Regions from separate parts of the Zea mays genome. Here region 1 is linked to region 2. The links are chromatin contacts, called in public Hi-C maps. All regions are on one chromosome and are shown on one strand. Each heading gives the region's core, a stretch centred on a gene start, on an enhancer-like site or on the middle of the called end of the contact. The rest is flanking DNA. Distances are from core to core; before and after follow the strand shown. Region 1 holds the start of LOC100381713. Region 2 holds the start of LOC100382232.

Region 1 (6,042 bases), core at 2,851-5,350, 220 kb before region 2:
CATGAACAATTAGTAGGTGCTGGACAGCCAACATCAGGGACTACTACCACACACGTGTTGTCGCCTTTGTGACCAGGTCACCAGGCTCAGGAGACAGTTGAATTGATCATCTGTTCAAATCCTGTGGTTTCGCTCACCAAGTGCGGTTCAGCCTATTACAAAAGGTTAGACTGCAGGACCTAAAACTCCACAACCCGATGACCTTTCTTTTGATGATTGGTGGGCTAGAACAAATTAGACAGTTGCTGATCATCAGGTCAAAAAAGGGCTCAATTCTATCATTTTGGGTGCTTGGTGGATTTGGAACAATTGCAGCCTCTGTGTTTTATTGCATTCTTCTTAACCTAGCTGGAGTTTTGTCAATCGGTAGAGAAGAACTGCATTGTGGGGGTCTGGCCGAGTTCGTAATATTTCTTATCTCGCTGCATTTGTGCCAGATGCTGGCTAGTTCTCTCCTAGGTCGAAGTCATGTTTTGATCCCTGTAATAGGCATGCTAGTGTAAGTGTTATGAAGTTGGTTGGCCTGGTGTTGTACGAGTTTTAAACCCCTTCTTAACATAATGATATATGCAGCTCTCCTGTGTGATTGAGGGGAAAAACATGGCCTTTTGGGAAGTCCTATTGCAGTTTAGTACTCCGCAAACAGAAGTCTACATAAGTAGCATAATTATTAACGTTTATAAAAGGTAAGACAGAGTGGCAGTAATCAAGGTCATGTGGATGCTCCTTTATTCATAGGATAATTTGTGGCAAAAAAGAAAACTCATGATTTATTTCAAACTCTAATGTGCATGCAATCTGAATCTGATCAAGAGACAAGACCTATCCGACTTTTGGACTTGATCATTATCTATGTTTTTTCAAGAGAAAGGTATTAAGATAAATTGAAGCATCATACAGGTATACTATCAGTCAGAATTAGATAGCAAATGTGTGGCGAAAGGGCCTCTAGCTGAGTTGGTTAGATGAACTGAGTAGCACTCCTTAGGTCCTGAGTTCGAATCCCAGCGGGAGCGGATTTCAGACTGAGGTTAAAAAAGGTCACTCGCCGGTTACCTGGTTGTGTACACATGAGATGGACTGACCTATGGGGAGCAGATCCTTGTGTAGGGGCTGGGAGGGCTCAAAGCACGAGTTAAGATCCGGCCTATAGGGGGCGGACCCTCATGCTGCACGGGGGGGGGGGGGGGGGGGGGGGGGGGGGGTGACCTTTCTCGGGTTGGGCCTCCGATTGAGCTTCTTCTTAATATAATACCGTGGGGGTGGTCTTTCCCCTACTGGCCGAGTTCTTTAGATAGCAAATGTGAGAGTCAGTGATAAGCACCATTCGTTGTGGTGCCTGAAACATCGTCACCTCAGGTGCAATGCCACAGCATAAAGGACCAATTGGTATGCCCCCAATGCTAGAACAAGTACCTTTGTTTGACGTTACATAACTGGAGAAACACTAAATTTCATTTCTGGTAATGATGTGCTCTTATATTCCTAATAGACCGACTGCTACTCTCCCAGGGCCAACAATGGTTATTTTTCTCGGACCTTGCACAACACAAAGAAATTAAAATATGTTTGCAGTTTTGAAAAATAGACCCATACTGAGCAAGATGCCCAGAATAACCAAAAAGACCTTTCTTCCATCCTCCACTCTTTAGCAGCTGCCATCACCACGACAACCTCCTTGTCCACCTCCCATTTTCCGCCTCACCAGTTCACGACCGGTAGAAATCAACGGTGTGAAGGTTTTCAAGAAGCAGCCGCCACCTCTGTTCCACGGAATCTGCTGCTAAAGGTTCCAAAAGACGCTAAGCACTAGACCACTCCATAGCACCTAGATGGACTAAACATAGATTATACACGATTAAATGTTTGTGTTTTTTATTTATTTTAATTTTTTTTCCTGGTAACACATATGGTTCATATCAGATGTCCAACTTCGGAATCAAAAAGAAACTGTAACACATTTAGGCAATTTTGATTCCAATTCTTGCAAACTTACAAAGAAATGGCAGGGGGGCCTGCAATTTTGACCCCCATGCATCATGTTTCCTTTTCACTGGCTCTTCCACGTGCTTTTCTCCTGCCCACCAGCTGACGTGGTCACAGCTAGCCTACCAAGCCAGCCAGGCCGCTGTTTTTTTTTTGTGTTTTTTGTGCCACTTAAGTACAACCACACGCCTACGTGCACCGCCTAGACGTGTCGAGAGTTTTATTGGGCGCCTAGGCCCTAAACATGACTCTAGGGGTCCATTTCAGGTTTAATCGAGAGTAAATGTAAGTTTAATTTGTTTTTTATAACCATGGCTAACTGACCATCACCACCATCCCCCTTCTTCCACGTCTCCACCTGCACCTTCTCATCCTCCTTCACACCAGCTGGCAGATGCCACACTCTGCCTAGCCCAATTAGTCACCAACTTGGACCACCCAGTCAATCAAACTGCCCAGACTGTCGATTGCGCTCAAATTATGTGGCAGCACGGTAGCAGTAAATGCCTAGATGGCAGCATATTCTACCTTCTAGAACACTATCTAAAAATATTGATCAAGGCTAAGTGATACCAGTCCATTTAGCAACATTAAGCATGGTCTGTTCTTTATTTCTTAAATTGACAGCCTTCTTGTGTGTGAGCACAGCATGGTTGGACTACTTTTTATGTAACTGACGGACAAATCCAGCCAAACACATGGGCCTTCAGCTAGCATTCAGTCATAGATGACTGGACAAAATGCACACTAGCCTTATGGCTAAAAACTTCTCAACCAGAGCTTTGGTAAGATGTCAAGACTTCGGGAACAAGCTTAATAATCAACTATGTTAGTCATGGGTAGATCAACGAAATTATGGCCATACAGAACAAAATCATTCACCACACCAAAGTAACAAGCATTAGATCAAGTGTATTCACGCACCAGGATCATCATCATCACCATCGCTATCCCAGAAGGGTGGGGATGTTGAAGGGGTATCGCTGTCTGCCCTATCACAGGACCTCCACTCAGAGAAGGACTCGCCAGAGAGACTGTTTTCATCATCCCTCATTCCAGTTGTGCTAGCAGCTGAATCATCCGTTACCACAGAACCTGCCATCCGCAGAGCCCACGGCCGTTCCAGACAACCTTATTCACAGCTGTACGCAGAACAAAATCAGTTCACATACCAAAGTAACATGTGAATGGATGAAAAGGATACGATGGCCTGGTGGAAAATCAGCACCAGCAATTCAGGAAGTGCCTTTATTAGGCACCTGGAAATTTAGCGCTCGTGCCAAATAGTTTTAGGTGCCTTTATTGGGCTAAGGTGCCGCTGTGTATGCGTGGGACAGAGCTTCGGGGAGTGTATATACTCGGGGGCTGTCTTAACCCCGCAGGCCGAGTTTTTTTATAGACTCATGCTTCCCAGGTTTCTACTCCCCCACAAACTGGGGATTTTGTGACCAGTGATCAGTCAAAAACAATACAGACTCCGCAACTGAATTACAGAATTCAGACAGGAACGGACCCAGCAAAGAACAGGAGTGTACACATGTCACCCGATTTTTTTTACAAAAAATCGAAGTTAGTAGGTATAACCCTACATATATATACACTTGTTTTTTATCAAGTAAATACTTGTAATTAGATCAGATCCGAATACAGATAGCCAGATAGTTTACGTTAGGGTTTGGGCGGTCGGCTTCACGCAGCAGGAGGCGGAGAAGGGGTGGACATACCTGGTAGGTCCTCGTCGCCGGCGAAGGGGCCGACTAAGACCTGGGCACCTGGCGTAAGGCGGCGGCGGCGGCGGTCGCCCAGTCGTCCCCACGAGAGGGAGAGAGCCAGAGAGGGCACGCGGTGCGGGGTGAGCGTGGGAAGAAAAAGCAAGGTGAACGCAGTCCCAGTCCCGGAACGTTTTCTCCTGGCCTGGAGCTGGAATGGTGGATGCCGTGGTTTGGCTGTGATGATGCAGGCAGCGTGCCTAAACACACGCATCCAAACCAAATCAGCTTCAACGCTATCTCTTCTCTAAGTTTGTTGAAGCAAGGATCGGCCTGGCATGCATAACAGCATAAATAGCAAATTTGATACAGCTTATATGGAAGCACCTTTCCTTCGAAGCTGTACGCAGAGAGATAAAATTTTAAATTAAGGTTTATTTGGTTGGACCATGAATTTTGATAGATATGGTATATAGAAAAGCGGTATAGATTATAGTGCGAAAGTAGAAAGTCGTTTGATTTAACATATGTGGCATCTCAAAAAAAACTATTATCAGCTTCTCTCATTAACAAATGGTGTCTAGCCATCAACCTCATCTTCTTTATCTAAAGATCTCTGGTCGAGATCATGCTTTCTCGCATGGCGATCGTACTTACTCGCAAAAGTGAACATATGCTCGCCCGCATGGCAGTCAAGATCCTACGCGATGGCCAAGGTCAGCGCTATGTCTGAGGAAATGGACTTGTCTCGAAAAACTGTAGAAGGAAAGGTAGCTGGGCAAGAGAGACGAAGGAGCAACACCACCGACCAGAGACATCGTACGATACAAGAAAGAGCTCATCGTCTCACATACAATAAAATGTAAAAGACGAGAAAGGAAAAATGAATCAATATCTTCATAACTAGTGGCAGATAGGTAGTTTTTTAAGTTGCTCACCTTCACATGTAAAACTTGCAATGAGTTACTTCCAGTTTTGTACTAGAGCAATATTAGCTTCTGGTCTAAAACAACTGTCTTTTTAGATCTTTGATTAGCTTTTAAACCTTTTAAAAATAAACATATTTAAAAGCCCAACCAAAGGCTCTAAACTAGTATGATTCAACTAAAATATGTTTTACTACATACAAAAAAGGGCTACAAAAAGAAACAACTTAAAAGTTTTAATCCATTTTAGCTACACCCAGTCATAAGCTACATCAAACAGACCAGATGTACGGTAACCACGATAAAGTTCTAATTTTTATTTGATTTTTCTTTATATGTATTTTTGTCTTTTAATCTAATTAAATAAAGGTCAAGTAAAGCTATTGATGTTATCATTGATCAAGTAAAAAAATATCATCTTCACATGTAATACTTAATCCAAGTGAGTTAATATACAATATAGACTTATCTAGTGGTACTTCTATTGAGAAGTTTGCCTAAACATACACATGCATGCATAAATTTAGAAAAAAACACTTATTTAATTACTACTATGCATGTGTCTCGATAATTGATACAAGTCGTTCAGTCGTTGGCGGCGCCTAAGAAGCTTCATACTCTGGCAGCCATCAAGACATGTTTAACAATCCCGGTATAGAAAGCAACTGCGCGAACCATCCACTGAGATCATGAAAGGGAATTAGGCTTACACCTAGTCCCTAATTAATTTTGGTGGTTGAATTGCCCAGCACAAATAATTGGACTAACTAGTTTGCTCAAGTGTATAGATTATACAGGTGTAAAAGATTCACACTCAGCCGATAAAAAGATCAAGTTTTGGATTCAACAAAGGAGCAAAGAGTCAACCGAAGGCACCTCTGGTCTGGGGGCACCGGACTGTCCGGTGTACACCGGACTGTCCGGTGTACACCGGACTGTCCAGTGCACCACCGGACAGTGTCCGGTGCACCAGAGGACTCCAACTCGAACTCACTACCTTCGGGAATTTCTTAGGCCGGCGCGCTATAATTCACCGGACTGTCCGGTGTACACCGGACAGTGTCCGGTGCTCCAAGGAAGCGCGGCCTCCGGAACTCGCCAGCCTCGGGAACGCGCAGCAGCCGCTCCGCTATAATTCACCGGACATGTCCGGTGTGCACCGGACTGTCCGCTGTACCAGCGGAGCAACGGCTATTTCGGCGCCAACGGCTACCTGCGATGCATTTAATGCGCGCGCAGCGCGCGCAGAAGGCAGGCGCGCCCATACTGGCGCACCGGACAATAAACAGGAGATGTCCGGTAACCGGACATCCAGGCGGGCCCACAAGTCAGGAGCTCCAACGGTCAGAATCCAACGGCAGTGATGACGTGGCGGGGGCACCGGACATGTCCGGTGCGCCATCGAACAGACAGCCTCCACC
Region 2 (5,433 bases), core at 1,630-4,129:
TTATAACTAGTATAAAGTAAATAAACCTTCCGCTTCCATGGTCCCTTGTATTCTGGATTAGGTATCATTCTAGGCTTCCATGTACCATCGTCATCGTCATCCCATGACTCAGGCTGATTTAGCATAAAACAAAAATACTGTCATCTTGTGTTCGTTTAGTCATGAATGTTTAGAAATTACTGATACACACTAGCAAACCAGGAAAAAAGTGACTAAGTTGCTAAAAAAATAAAGCAAAAGTAACATGCATGCATGAATAAAGTTGAATGTTTCTCAATCCTCATTTGTCTAATAACATAAATAGTGAAGATCTATCATTTGCATACTGAGATCTGAGTAAGTGCTCTGAAGCATGAAAGTGACAATTAAATTGTTAAAACCGAACTGGATGCATATTAAACAAACTCAGAATCATGCATACCTTTTTGTCCTTGGGATCAGGTATCTCTTTAGGAATTGAATCATATCCCTGTTCAGTTCAGGTAAAAGGTTATAATAGAATTATTGATCAAGATAAGTCCTAAGACAGGAAATATAACAAGGCATACCTCTGGCTTAACTTGATCAGGATCTTCAATATATTCCCTGTCATCCCAGTCTTTTGGCTGAAAGAAACGGATGCATAATGAAAGGCATGATTGAAATTACTGTATAACAATGCTTTCATCACACCAAAAAAATCTCAAACCTTTTTTGCATTAACATCTTTGATCTTACGAGGAGGAAGGATATCCCAGTCAGTGTACATGCTCCCGAATTCTCTCTCCCGGTTATCGATAAGGATGCTATAAGTGGCATCAGGTCTAAGAATAAATGTGTAAAAATGTGTCAACTTGTCTGTTTCACATTTTAGTTCTTTCTTGATAGGGTAGTTTTGCCCTTGGTATGAAAGTATGAGATGGAGCTTCTTTTTCTGATCCCCACATATATCAGGCCCAAACATGAAGCTGCATAAGCAAATATCAAGACATTTAGTAGGTAATATTCAGTATAAGCTAAGACAGACTGAATAATTTCTAATAGTTCAATAGGAGGGCAATGAGGTCTGGTGCAGTGGTAAAAAAGGGCAGAGTCAGTGACAGAGGCTCCCGCATGAGTAGGATCTAGGGAAGGGACAAACAGATGCAAGGCTTCCCGCACAAATGCAGAGAGGCTGTTTCAAACCCACGACCCAGTGTGACTCGGTGAGACCGCTAACACAGTGTGTTAATAAATTTTTGGTAAAGTTATTGCCTTTCCTTGACAAATAAAATCAACTTAAAGGATGACCAATACACCAAGTTACCAATGATAATTCTCTAGGCATATGCGCAAGATCCGAAGGTACGATTACTATCAGATTTTACAAAAAAATGTTCTATATTAAGGTGAAGACTGAAAAGTTGCATTTGAAGAGTTCATGGTTACTTTTGAACATTAAAACAAACTTTTTTAGCCAAACACAGAGAGCAAACCGACCTGTAAGGAGTGTCGCCACCAAATTTCTTCTGGTTGAGATAACCAGACATAAGTTTGATGTAAGCACCACCGCATTCAATATCTTGCTCAATCTTTAGAGAGTACTGGATCACCAATGTCCGGTCCTTGTTACTAAATTGTGGGAATTTTGCTGATATAGCAAAATGTTTGGCATCCCCAGTTGTTTGTATACCTGAAAAGATGATTCCATAATGCAAATAATCATACGACGTATGAAATAAACCATGGAAAATAAGGTTATATATTTTGTGGCTTTAAAAGTTGAACATGATTGATATAGTATGCACAAATCGTGGAATGTTTCTCTTGTTTTCTAACATAAAATGTTTATGATAAAAACAGGGGCCACATGGAATGCAGCCTGAGCTCTTTGATTGAAGTTTCAGAAAATGCTCAAGTTTAGTGGATGTATTAACATGGATAGATTCAAGGCATATCTGGTTGGAAACTGGGTATCAAAATAGCCACTGTCACTATCAAATACAGTTTTTTTTGGTAAAACACAACAAACAAGTAAAGGGTAGGGCTATATGCCCCCCTTACTGCACATAAGATAGCACTCATGAATAAACCATCACCTTTATCGTCAGGGTCTCCAGAGTAGGTTCCCGCTGTGTGTCGGAAGGTTCCAGCTTGTCCTTGGCTCTTCTTCCAATCAGATTTCACCCAGCGGCTATCCCACCCATCTGAATGTTACCAAGTTGCGTAATTTCATGAATCACAAATAAAACAATACACCTAGGAAAACAAGAAACTTGAGCAGACATCAGCTACTGATAACTTCATGGACAGCACAAGACATCAGATCGATAGGACATCGGACTGTAAGCCAACTACAAATAAGTTCTTCGACTCCTGGAGGCAGGACCATTGGAGGCTTGGAGCATTTCAGAAGGCACAACTAGCAGTAGCAATATCTCTGGAATAATTCACTTCTTTGAGAAGCTAAACCACGTGAATAGTGAACAGCTCACTCAAACAACAAACTGAAATTCTGAATCTGTCAGTGTAAGCAGCAAATCAGTAACTCGTCACAGTGATACCAAGCTAAACTAAACCAGCGAATAGCAAAAAAAAAAATGATCCAACACAATCACAGAATCATCCGAATCCTTATAGCATCCAGTTAGACGCGCTACCTAGCTAAATCGGGGGGAAAACCAACAGAGTCACGCGTGGTCGTACCATCGAACCGTTCCTCGAAGAAGATTTCGCCGGAGGCGAGAAGGAGCAGCGACGAGAGGACAAGCGCGCGGTGGAGGAAGGCTCGCCCGTCACGGAGGCGGCCCATCGCCTCGCCCTCAGGCCTCAGTACCCGCCGGCCGCCGCTCGCTCACCCGAGCCGAGCCCCCGTACGGCGACTCGGCGACGAGCTTTTCCTACCACTACTCCACTGCCACTCTCGGTGGGCAACTGGGAACCGCAAAGGGAATATTTGTAAAGAGAGCGGATCGGTGAAGGGGCTCAGGTGCGGTGGCTATTCACGACGATGCCACTCCGTCCCGTGCCTTATCGCCAACGGGGATGGCATTCTCGTGGTTGTTACGAAAGCGCGGGTCAGCTTGGGAGAGAGTAGGGAGGTCACTCGCTGCCTCGCTGGTGATGGTGAAGGCCGGCCGGTCGGGTCTTCCGTGGCGGACAGCGACGCGACGCGACGCGCGATGACGTTGACTTTGTCAAAGTCTATGGTGGACCTGGACTCCCATGGGCCACAGCGGCTCGGCCCGATCGAGCTGTGGTCTGTGGAGACCTGAGCCAGAGACCTGGGCCTACTACTACTACTGAAGCACGACGTTAACTACTCGCTGTCTGCTCAGCGTCACGGATCCCCGCACCAACGAATCGCCGCTCGCCGGAGCTGCGGCGAGCCGGCGACAGCCACTAGGCGTTCGCCATGTCATCAGAACGACGTGTAGGGTGTAGCCTGTGCTGTGCATGTCATGCTCCACGGGGGAAGAAACTTTTTGGTCGTCTTAGCTTCCAGTGTCTGTCTATCACTGTCAGATTCTCACGTCCAAGTATCCAGCGCGTGAAGACCATTTTGTCGCGAAATGATACGGACGTAAGGTAACCGAAGCATATACAATGCCCGGTAAAAAATATATTTCTAGCTGTCGCTAAAACCCATTCAAAAAATCCCAGAATAGAGAGCTAACATAGTGACATCTACTAAAATAAATAATTTGACACTAAGGCACCCAACAGAAATAACAAGAGTCTATAAGAAGCAACTAAAGAGAACTAAGTCTTATCGGGCCTCGGACACTCTAAGTATTGGTTTGGAGTGGATCTATGGACCAGAAAAATCACTTGCAAGAGGTATTCTTTATGGATTTCCTCTAATTTTTTTGTCACCAAACTAGCCCTAAAGTATCAAGACCCCTACCCCTACTCCCCTAGTGCCCCCAAACGTTCTAGACTGAGATGATCTAAGTCTTTGAGACTCCTTGTGTCTTGAGGCACTGATGACTGATGATCAAGTCCAAACCTCTAGGACCCATCATACTCTAAGATGTTCTAAAGAGTAATTAATGTGGCTAAAGTGTAATTATGTCTCAAAATCGAAGTATACGCTTGGACCCACCAAGGGCAGTATGGCTCTGAGGTTAGGGCCCCACATGTAAAAAACCCTCACGATAAGCCCATAGTGTTAGCTTGTCAGATAAATATCATGTATAACACATTAAATGTGATATATGCGATATTATAGACCTAACAAGTGTAGTGTTGACACGACTTAGGATGCAGTGTACTCAAGGTTGTTACATGGTACATGCACCATTCCTGTAGCCACGCATGTGCACCAATGTATACCTTGAAGTATTATCAAGTACAAACAGTTATATCATCTACCAATTCATCGTATTGAACGACATGAGCCCAACGCCTGTGGATGCGACATGTCAGCCACCCGATAAATGACATATTCGGTAATGTGCCACAGTTTAAGGCATGACCCCTAGTATAAAAAAACTTGACTTGTGGGGGATAAGACCGCCCCAACGACATTATATTAAGAAGAAGGCCTTCTCACGCAGCTCAAGAAAAACCCTGAATCCCTGCCCCACCCATACACAGCGGCACCATAGCCCATGTGAGAACGACCGCGACCGGGACCGGGACCGAGTCTTAGACCGGTGCTTTGACGTGGGATAGACGAGATTTTTTAACCACATCCTGAAAATTCGCTCCCACGGGGAGCCAAACACAAGACCCGAGGAGTGCTATTCAGACCACCTAACCATCTCGGCTAGAGACCCTTTCGCCATGACGACTAGTATGGTTGCAATAACATGATAATAATGTGGTAGTTGAGCTTAGCCAGTGGAATCTAAGGTTTATGTAACCTCTCTCCTCTCTTGCACTACAAAAGGTAGCCCAGAGTAATTTTTAGTGGGATTCTATAAGAACACATTCCTTGAGCTGATTCGAGACCAAACTTAGAGTTCACTCTTCACATAGGGTAGACATAAAGGTGAAATTGAACTATTAGGCCAGAACTCTCACCGCAACTAGGTGAGAAGTTAGAAGATCTTGATACTCAATGGTGTTTGTGAGAGCACCTAGAGGGGGGGGTGAATAGGTGATCCTGTAAAACTTAAAAACTTAAGCCACAAAACTTGGTTAAACGTTAGCACAGTTAATGCCAAGTGGCTAGAGAGAAGATTTTGCACAATACGATAACCACAAAGAGTTCAACACAGAGAAGACACTGTGGTTTATCCCGTGGTTCGGCCAAGTACAAAACTTGCCTACTCCACGTTGTGGCGTCCCAACGGACGAGAGTTGCACTCAACTCCTCTCAAGTGATCCAATGATCAACTTGAATACCACAGTGTTATGCTTTTCTTTTCTTATCGCGTTTGCGAGGAATCTCCACAACTTGGAGTCTCTCGCCCTTACACTTGAAGTTCACAAAGAAGCACGGAGTAAGGGAGAGAAGCAACACACACA

Evidence for each region. A called contact is a pair of places that touch in the nucleus more often than the background predicts.
Region 1: a Hi-C map of tassel shows a contact between it and region 2, with 1.9 times the contacts expected there. The contact joins the promoter of LOC100381713 here to the promoter of LOC100382232 in region 2. A contact is called at or near these places in 2 of 25 Hi-C or Micro-C datasets (leaf and tassel).

What each region holds. Positions count from the first base shown.
Region 1 is chr6:169,231,942-169,237,983 of Zm-B73-REFERENCE-NAM-5.0, reverse strand. It overlaps LOC100381713, which reads right to left and starts at 4,100. Exons shown (of 13, transcript XM_008649807.3): 1 at 3,711-4,100; 2 at 2,911-3,128. The coding sequence starts at 3,088.
Region 2 is chr6:169,011,808-169,017,240 of Zm-B73-REFERENCE-NAM-5.0, reverse strand. It overlaps LOC100382232, which reads right to left and starts at 2,879. Exons shown (of 14, transcript NM_001174987.1): 1 at 2,665-2,879; 2 at 2,058-2,165; 3 at 1,459-1,651; 4 at 689-947; 5 at 549-605; 6 at 422-469; 7 at 27-113. The coding sequence starts at 2,770.